Regions from separate parts of the Mus musculus genome. Here region 2 is linked to region 1. A link is a contact called in public promoter capture Hi-C data. All regions are on one chromosome and are shown on one strand. The core of a region is the stretch at or near the end of the contact, and the rest is flanking DNA. Distances in the headings are between cores, read along the strand shown. Region 1 holds the start of Btbd3 (BTB (POZ) domain containing 3). Region 2 holds the start of Ism1 (isthmin 1, angiogenesis inhibitor).

What was found. Promoter capture Hi-C pulls out the DNA fragments that hold promoters and counts their contacts.
Region 2: a contact with region 1 is called in a promoter capture Hi-C map of hippocampal neurons, with 4 times the contacts expected there. The contact joins the promoter of Ism1 here to the promoter of Btbd3 in region 1.

The regions. Positions count from the first base shown.
Region 1 is chr2:138,275,680-138,280,699 of GRCm38.p6, reverse strand. Btbd3 (BTB (POZ) domain containing 3) reads right to left here and starts at 2,207. Exons shown (of 4, transcript NM_145534.2): 1 at 1,443-2,207; 2 at 861-951; 3 at 209-327. The coding sequence starts at 1,792.
Region 2 is chr2:139,676,109-139,681,128 of GRCm38.p6, reverse strand. It overlaps Ism1 (isthmin 1, angiogenesis inhibitor), which reads right to left and starts at 2,951. Exons shown (of 6, transcript NM_001276489.1): 1 at 2,322-2,951. The coding sequence starts at 2,459.

The DNA.
Region 1 (5,020 bases), core at 958-3,457:
TCTAGGCTAAGGAATGGCTCTAACTGCCTGCGACATTCCATAGGACTTCCCCGAGCACAGAAGAGCGGTTCTAAGACCATTTACAAGGCAAGCAGCACCCCCTCTCTTTAGAATCTCTCGCTTACAGGAAACTCAGATCTGACTGAGAGGCCAGCAGAGCAGGAACACAGCACAAGAAACTCTTTCCAAACACACACATCATGCTTACTTCAGCATGGCGAGGAAGGCAGCAGGTTCGACGTCTGGGATTCGGATTTCATCTTTGTCCTCAGCGAGTTCTCCGTAAAACATTGCATGGAACACTGAGCTCCCGACAGCGAGGACGTACTGTGGAGAAAGGGAGAGCTCCCTTCACACACTACACTGAAAGCATTTGCAGAGTCAATCCCCAAAACCACTAGCCACTGAGGGCCGGGGGCACGTAAGGTACATAGCCCACCGTCGTAAACAGCCAGGCTATGGTGCACTGGACAGGGAGCATGAGACTGTCACACAAAGTGGGCTCTCCATCAATATCTCAAAGCTTTGACATTAATATACACCCCCACCCCACTGGGAAATAAATCAAACCATGGGCTCTTTATCGGATTTCTATAGGTACAGTAAACAGAGGACTTTCCAAGCCAGTTACAACATTTCCTAGCCCTGGAGAGTGAGAAGCGCACATTTCTGGGTGATATATACAACCGTGTAGAAGGAAACAAAGACAAAATGAAGTGTGGCCAAAGGTCTATATTCTCTGTAACTGGGCGAACCATGCAGTGGCTGCCGGCGGGCTGCCTGCCCACACCAAGCTCTGTGCTGACAGGGTCCCTCTATGTAAATCTCAGGACTAAACCGGTAATGCAGCTGTTGCTTACTTTGTGTCCTGGCAACCGCTGAGTCCCACCTGGTGGCCCAACCACAAAATGTACGTCTGCCATCAAGTCATTATTGAACATCACCGCATTTCTACAAACAAGAGGCGAGTCATTAATTCACAACAGCCTGTATTCTTAGCAGCCCTTTCCCCAACATGCAAAACTTCAGAGTTAAGCTAAGCAACAACAGCTCAGCGTTCCACTCCCAGCTAAAGAGCATACAAAGGGTCCAGCCACACCACTGCCTGAAACCACTGCAGACACATGGCAAGGAACTCAAGTTTTAAAAGTTAACTAAACTTTTACAGGGCTTAGGACAAATGAAGGGTTTCCTGTCTCTGTGCTCCACAGACACAAAGCTGCTGCTTAAATGTTACAGCTTGCAAAAATATTTTTATCTAAGAGGAAAACAGCTGTACTGCTTTGGAAAAGATACAAGGCAGCTTTCCATTACCAGTAGAGCCTCTGGGGAAGAGGAGCAGGGATTCGTGGTAAACTGCATTACAGTCATGAAAAAGCAGAGACTTCACCACCGGCAAACTTTGAGAGTAAACACGCTAGCCTGCCAGCAAGGGCGCTTACCTTTCTCGGATGGTGGGATAAAGACCCTGCCAGTTGGGGGCCGGGATGAGGTTGTTGTTACAGAGGTTGTGCTGGTGTTGCTGCTGGACAGTGGTGCTGCTGGAGTTGGCTGGCTTCTTACGGGGGAATATATCAGCAGCCATCTTCTTCTTCTTTTTAGTCTTCAAGGTAATTATTTCATAACAAACTGGGGGCAACTTGCTGCTCCCACTGCCAACGCTGCCGCCGCCGCCGCCGCCACCGCTGCTGTTGGCTTTCTTTGAACCTTTTTTGGACCTGTTCTTTACTGTCTCTGGAAGCATCAAGAAGAAGGTGAGACATTTCATGTTCTTTTCTTTATCATCTACCATGAGTACAGGATGTCTCTCTTTAGAGCTAGATCTCGCAAAACTGCTCAAACATCAAGGCAAAGAGGCTAGCCGGAGCTAAGATGTTAACAGAGACCGGCAGGCTGCTTTCTTCCTGCTTTTCCCAGCCAGGCAAGGTGACCTTTTCACTATGTTGAAGAGAAACTGGCTTTAAGTTTTATCCAGGACCGGATCTGTTAAATACATTCCCATCATGATTCCTGGTTTTCTTACTTGCGCATAAAACCAGCCGTTCTCTGGATCACCTGCAAAGCTGAGCAAAGGAGGCAGGCAGAGAGAGAGCTGAGGCGCTTGCTTTCTGAATTAGGTTAGCAAGATGTGGCGAGCCCAGCGAGTCAGTACGGCCGCGGCCGGCCGGTGAAGTTGTGTGGTGAATGGATCGGGAGAGGAGAGTAGGTATTACAGCCCTGCAGACGGAGTCAGACAGCCAGAGCTCCGAGCCAATAGCTGAAGCCACCAATCAGGATTGGATGAAGCCAAACAGTGACACCTATTGTAGCATGCACAGCTCTGATATTAAAGGAGCAGCAGTTACATTCTCTTTTCTACTGTATATTTAATTAAGATAAACAGCAAATGAAAGACATTTGCAAACAGGAAGGGAGGGGTTTATTTCTCTTTAGTACAGGAACATTTTCATTTCAACCAAAACAAGCAAAAGCCATTAACAAAGAATGGGAACACATATGTCTAATCTCTCTTCCTGGCAACAATCTTCCTCCTAGCAGCATTTACTTGCAAGTATTTTGAACAGGATCTCCTAGACTATAAAGCCAAAGGGAACCAACGTACTGAAATTAAACCAAACACATTTAAGCCCAGCCACGGCAGGGGAGGGGAGGGGTCTTTTTTTAGTCTCTGGATGTTTTGCTAAGGCTCTGCATTTAGCTTGCTTCCAATGTTTTCTAGCTCGGCACTGATTTTGGACCTGTGTCCCAGGTCACAAAACACAGTTAATTACGATGAGCTTCCACCAGCACACTTAGCTGTACTCAAGCATAAGGCAGACTGTAGATATGACAATAGCATTCATTCAAATGAGACAACTCTGATAATTAGTGCTTAAACCCTGTGATTCACTGCAGATAAGTCAGATAGGGCACTGCTCAGGATCTCAAAATCCAACTCAACTCTTAAGGCTACATTTAATCTTGTCATACAAATTTTAAAGAATCCGTAAGCTCTAGCACAGCACCAGTAGAAGGGCTATTTAAAATGATCAAAGTCTCCTATTAACTAGTTAAAAGGCAAAAGATCTCTTTGCTTTAGATGAGAATAAGGCTTCCCCGGCAGCTGCCAGTAAAACAGCATCTACTGGAGCTTCATAGTTTGTAAAGGCAGACTAATGACTAGAGTGACTCCCGCCCCATCTATGGGATTACTCGGGTTTGTTCAAAGTAGAGAGGCTATCTGCTGCCTCTGGTCCCTGATCCTTCAGAGTCCTAGCCCTGTGTGCTATGTAACATTCGCCTGCATGGAGACTCCTCAGCAAATGAGAACACTGTTACTATAACTAACAGTATTGCATACCAGAATAAATTTTTAAATCCCCTAGCATCTTAGTCCTAAATCATTCCAAAGGCGTTCCTTTGTATTGTCATTATTTAAAGCCATTTGAAAGCCTCTGCGAGCACAGAGTATGAGACACAGGCAAGGTTACCTATCCCCATTGTTGATGGAACCAAGTTGCTGCTTATTTATGACAATTATTGTATTCTAGACTGCAGGGCTAAGACACTGCACATCAATACCCTTGCAAATCACCTTCAGCTGTACTTTGAGGATAATGTTAGAGATATGATAACCTGTTATATGATAACCTGTTGGAAAGCATCTAGAAGGCCAGGGAGTGAGTAAAGAACTTGTAATACAAGAATGGAAACCAGTGTTTGGATCCCCAGCACAGGAAGGAAGGAAGGAAGGAAGGAAGGAAGGAAGGAAGGAAGGAAGGAAGGAAGGCGAAGCCCAGCCCAGCAGCCTGTACCTATAACCCTAACTCTAGCAGTAGGTAAGGGTTATTAGTAAGGCCTTGGTAGCCAGTTAGCCTTAGCTCATTGGTGAGCTACAGATAAATGAATAGACTTTGTCTCAAAAAATAACAGAGAGCAGTGGAAGGTCAACCTCTGCCTCCCACCACACACACACACAAACTCGTGCACGTCTATATACATTACATATATACATCACACACCACACAAACATACAGATACAAACATCCACACCCACTACACTCACATATCACACCACATACAAACATCCCACATATCATACACATAACACACAAACACCTATGCCCAACATACACACACACTCTCATAGAGAGACAGGCAGGCAGGCAGACAGACAGACAGACAGACTCTCACTCACCCGCACAGAACACCGAGGAAAAGGCACTAAGAAAACCAGTAGCCCCTGAGTAAGCTGCCTACCAGGAACAGACGGCCTCTCTACTGGCTGCTCAAGTTCTCAATCATACCTGTCTGCAAAGCCCTTCTGATAAGAGGCACTTCTGAGCATAAATCCCAAACATATTTCTAACAGACCCCGTATCTGGCTTCTCAGGTCAGAACTAATCAATTAGAATGGAAGAGGAAACCAGCTGTTTTGAGGCCATCATTATTAACTGGCAACAGAAGAAGACTAAACAGAAGAAGCAAAAGAACAACATGTAAGGATTTGTCTTTACTTATCTTACATAAGGCTATGGCTAACACCACAAAAAGCCTCCAAAACTACAGCTTCTGCATCACTAAGGAGAAGAGGGAAAGTGCATGTAGTAGTTTGAGAAAGGAAATTACATAAGGCTTTAGAAAACCCTCTTTTGAGCCTAAAGAACCCAGGTATTTGGAAAGAACAAGCTTTGTAGAAAAGCTTGAAAAATGAAAAGTAAGAGAAGGAGAACTGAGTTCTATGGACGCCCTAGAACAGTGCTTGCTGTAGAAGGCCACTCTTGGCTGGTTAGGTGGCTGTTAAAAGATACACACACACACACACACACACACACACACACACACACACACACACTCAGAGCTGCCTCTCCTCCTCTGAAGACATGCCACACACTGCTGCTAAACCTGCAGTCCCAGGGCCAAAAGCAGCATGTCCCAGGAGCCTTCAGGGAATTTGGAATCATAAGATTCGGGATCACAACTGCATTTTCACAAGTTTTCCACAGTGTGCACAGCACTGAGTTTGAGAAAGACTTCCCCA
Region 2 (5,020 bases), core at 1,702-4,201, 1.4 Mb before region 1:
CACTCAAATCTTTAGCTCTTGTTGTTGCTATTTTGAGTACTTTTGTTGGATGTCCAATCTTAAATAAAGGTGTATCTCTTTTTAAATAATTCTAAATACAGTGTAGCTGAGCCAAACTCACCAGTGCCTGCTTTATAATGGAAGGGATGCTCTGAATTTCTGACATCTAAGAAGGATTTTGGTAGTATAGACATTACAGAATCAAACAATTTAGATGGGAATTTAAGCTTGAGCTCAAAGTGTCCAGAAAACAGAAAGAATTTTGACATCACAGTTTTGTCTTCAAGTACACCTGCTGCTAGCAAATGCATTCTTTCCTATCCGGTAGACAGCAGATAAATGTCTTTTGCAGGTTTAACTGGCTATGTCCATTTGAATTATACTGCCTTGAGCCCAAGAAATAACTTTGGTCAGGAAGAATATAAAACTTTTATAAGAAGAAATTACAAAAAAAAAAAAGAATAAAATTACAAGCTAAACTGTTAAAGTCATCAGTAGGCTTAGTTAAGTGAAGGCTTTGGATGCTCACCATAATTGAACACTGTAACAAGATAAACTGAAGCTACTGGATTAGCAGCTACTTAGGGCTCCAGATATTCCTGGGAGCAGAACTGTTTCCAAATCCCCCATTTCTTCTGTTTTTCTTTCTTTCTTTCTTTTTTTTTTTTTTTGATCGGGGGTGGAGGTGGGGGGGGGGGCTGTTCTTCAGCAAAAGCCCTCTGAGAATCCCATCCAGTTCTACCAGCTGCTTCTCTCATTAAAGTACTGTTGGGGTGGAAAAGGCCAACCGGAGATTATTCTAATGATAGCAAGCACCTCATAAAGAAATCTGCCAAATTTACTTTTCCATAGAACATCATTTTTTTTTACAGGTTTTCATGAGTCCACGAGGAAAGAAAGCATCACATATAAAATACAATTTCCAGAAGCCTTCATGATAGTGAGGATTATTTCTTCAGTGTTTGGCATGGGGGAAATATCTGTTGCTGTTCAGGGTTACCCGAAGGGTAATGTGAGAGGCTCCTCCAAACCCAGATTGTTTTTAGAAGGGTTTGAGAACTTTTAAGCTTAAGGTTTGCATTTTTGCAGGCCTGGTTTGCATTTGTAAGGGTCACCTTGCTTTAGTCTGGCAGACAGCAAGCTTGATATAATTAACCAACAGGTGGGAATGTGTGAATTCTAACAAGTTTCTTAATCACTCGGTGCCTCAGTTTCGCAATCTGTAAGGCAGAGAGATTAACAATCTTGTAATGAGGGTTAGGATGAGATTAAATGAGTTAGCCCCTGCAACACTCTTAAAACAGTATCGTGGTAAACACCTGATGTAGACGTGTTTAAATAAACGCTCTTTTCAGCAACAGGTTATTAGTCTTTTAATGGCACAAAGATGTAAAAATCTCAACATTGCACAGTGACTAGTTTTAGTAGGGCCTGGCTTGGTTTCTTTAGAGAGTGTAGAATCCTGGCTGTTCCCTGAAGAAAATCCCAGCTCACTTCTACTAGTTCTGGTTTAATGCATGCTCTACCTCTAAAACCATGAGGCAGGCTTTCCAAAGTCATAATAGAAAAGCCCATGTGGGCAACCTTTACTCAGCAATATTCATTTGGCATCTCAAGACCTAATATATGCCCCCTGGCCTCATCTCTCCCCCTGGAGCCGAAACAGAATCCTGTTACTAAAAGAACCTTCAAAGCAGATGTTCACCGGGAAGAAGTTTAAAAGTCCCAAGTAACTCCAGACCAAATTCCTACAGGTGCCTTGACTATGGCCCTTTGCCTGGTACATAGGGGCATAAGAGGTGAAGGAATCACTCAGGCAAAGGTGGGGTGTCTGGCTAGTCTCCAGAAATAATGTCTTGACCTCTGACACTGCTTGCACACCCAACAGAATACTTTCTCCTAAATATAGCTTGGAGATTTATCTTATAAGGCCTCTTTATGTCGCCTCACCTCAGTCTCTCTTGCCTCAAGACAAACTTCTAAGTCTCTGGCAGTACTCAGCATCAAAAGCATCCTCCAGCCAGCTTATGCCTCCCAAGCCTAAGACTTCTTCCTGGTGCCAAACCTGTGACAGATCTGAGGCTTTCTCTAGGTAAACTTTGAAGCAGGCCTGGCCTCTACACATAACCCTTCCACCCACCCACCTTCCGCCCGATCCCCTAGTCCAAACTTTTCTGCTTAAACCCGGTTGCCTAGGCAAAAGTGCTCCTTGGTGGAACGGAGGACCCGCCTTCTGCAATGTACCAAGCTCTCTTGCTTAGTACCTTGCGGGCCACCCAGCTTCGTTCAACCACGCACGCCCCCTCCGGCGGCGCACTCACCTGCAACTGGGACCCGCTGACGTTGCCGGCGGCCGCGTCCTGCCGGTCGGAGGCTCCGGATCCGCGCAGAACCGTGATGTGCAGCGTGAGCAGCAGTAGCCCCAGCAGCAGGAGCAGTTCCGCAGCCAGGCGCACCATCCTCTTGAGTCGCGCGGCTTTAGGACCCCGCGCGACTGGCGGCGGCGGCGGCGGCGCCGCCGCCGGGGGAGGAGGAGTCGGAGCCCCCGAGCTCGACTGAGCGGCTCCCGCCTCGGCCCCCACCGGGGCCCCGCTCCCCGGGCCGGCAGGGCTGGCTCTGGGCTCGGCCGAGCGCACGGGGCCCGGGGAACAGGAGCAGCCGCCAACGCCGCCGCCACACCACAGCGGAGCCACCGCGGGGCCGGGGACGTCCAAGCCGGTGGCGGAGCAATCCCAGGAGCTGTCCGGCGGCGGCGATGGGGACCCGGGGCTGTCCGCGACCCAGGCCCGGCCAGGGTCCACCCTTCGGGCAGGGAACTGCGGGGGCGGCGGCGGGGCGGGCGCAGCCGAGCCCCCGAGCGCACATGGGCTCCCCAGATGTGGCCGCGGTGCCGCAGCTGGAGCGGGAGCGGCCGCCAGAGGAGCGCGGGGTTAGAGGCGGAGGAGGAGAAGGAGGAGGAGGGCTTCAGAGGCCGCCCGGAGTTACCTCCACTCTCGGCTCCCCCGCCCCCGCTGCCGGGAGCCACTCACCCTCGGGGCCACCACCTTCCTCACTCCAAGTTCCTTGGGACCTCTAGCTTCGTCGCCCCGCTCGCTCAGTCCCCGGATGGGCTGGCTCCGGGTCACCGAGGTTGTCACCGTTTGAGGATAACTGGGGGCGCCCCGCCGGCGCCTGCGTCCGCCTTCTCGGCTGTGCTAAGTGCTTGCTGCCGAGGTCGCTGTGGCAAAGGAACTAGCCCTCTGCTCGCTCTAGTGCTTGGGGCTGCGGGCGAGTGGGGGTCGCCCAGGCCACCTGAGAAAAGTTTATGGGCAAAGTAGAGCTGGAGTTATAGGAGTGGAGAACGGAGGGGCCAGACAAACCAGGTGTCTGCGACCCCACCACGCACCCTGACCTTGAGCAGCGAGTTTGGGGGGTAGGGGGTGGGGTGACACGGTGTCTGTCGGTCCGGAAGGGTCTTGACACTAGCTGCGGGGCTCTGGGCTGGCTGATCACTGGGTGCAGCAGACCGTGCGCCTACAGCGCCCTGGAGCGTCGGAAAGGCGGGTGAGTTGGATTCAATCCGCGCGCGTCTACTTAAGTGCGCAGGTGTCGCGTGGGAGGCTGCGAAGAACACGGTGTGCGCTGCGAAGGCGCTCGGACGTCAGTGGGATGCTGGGTGACTCTCAGCTTGGTAGACTCGAGTCTGGGGGCTCATCCTGGGGGTGCTGCGCCTGGAGGGGACTTGGGGGCTGCCGAAACGCAGCCGCTGCAACAGCGCCACCGCCTCATGACCGCGCTCCAGCCTCGGGCTCCCGGGAGCGACTCATGCCTTGCAAGTGGTGCGGCTGGCGAGCAGAACGGCTGGGTGATATATCTGGAGAGCGCGGGATCCTTGCCAACGAGGCTAGAGAGAACTGGGTCCAGCGTGGCTCTGGCTCCTGCCTTCCCCAAGTGGCTCGAGTGACGGGCACTCTGTTAGGCTGGAGACTTTTATACTGTGTTCCCTCCGCCTCCTTCCTCCCCTGAGCCAGCTCAGCCCTTCCCTCTCGGTGAGCCCAGCCCTAGTCAAGCGTGAGCACACGTTCCCACAACCCTTGTCACACATTGCCATTTCTCATCCGCAACCCAGGACCGTTGCACAAATCTCCTTAGGTGAATGAAATCAAACAAACAAATAAAACTTTCTTACCGGCACGCCACTTTTCTCTCTTTTCCTACCTCTTTCTACAATCACTAGAAACGGACAGAAGATTCCTAATTAAACTGTCTTTAGAGTTAAAATCTTTCTTTGGAAACTCTAAGATGAATTTCTTCGCCACTCCAAACGTTCCTCAGGTCGTCTTAGCATTTTCCAGAATTTAACTAGTTGTGGTTCAGCATGCTGTTTGCATCTGTTTGTATCCAGTTAACTTATTGCCTCTTTGAAAATGCTGGAAAACATCTTTAAAATTCTAGCCAAACCCAGCAGCTCATTAATAAATTGGCAGCTATTTATAAAGTGCGGGATGGGCATCTTTTCCTTTTCACTAAGGGTGGGTTTCCCCTCTCTGGCAGAGAGCTCTCTTTCAACTGTTAGGCTGCCTGGCTTCCCATTGCTATCTCTAGGCTCTAAAATACCAATAATTGTCAACTGGAGCGCTGAGGGGAGAAATTGAAACAATAAACCTTGGTGGTTCAGATGGGAGATCAAAGGGGATTCTAGCAGCTTTGGAATCCCAGAAGGATTCCCCTGCGTGTTTTCTAATTAGAATCACTTAAGAGTATCAGGCAGCCGAATCAGCACACAGGTGGAATAGATAAATTAAGACGGCAAACTAGAATCCTGTGGCCATAGATATGTGGACTTTCCAGGTGGTAATGTGGACACACAGCGACAAATGACTCCTGTTGCCAAAAGCAGGCTGTTCTAGATTAGAGCTGAGAGGATGCTGTATTTTGTCTCCCCCCCCCCCAGTCTCCCCATGTGAGCCTCGACTGCATTTCTCTCATCCAAAAGTTATATTTTTTTCTCCTAAGGAAAAATGACTAAAGAAAAAAAATG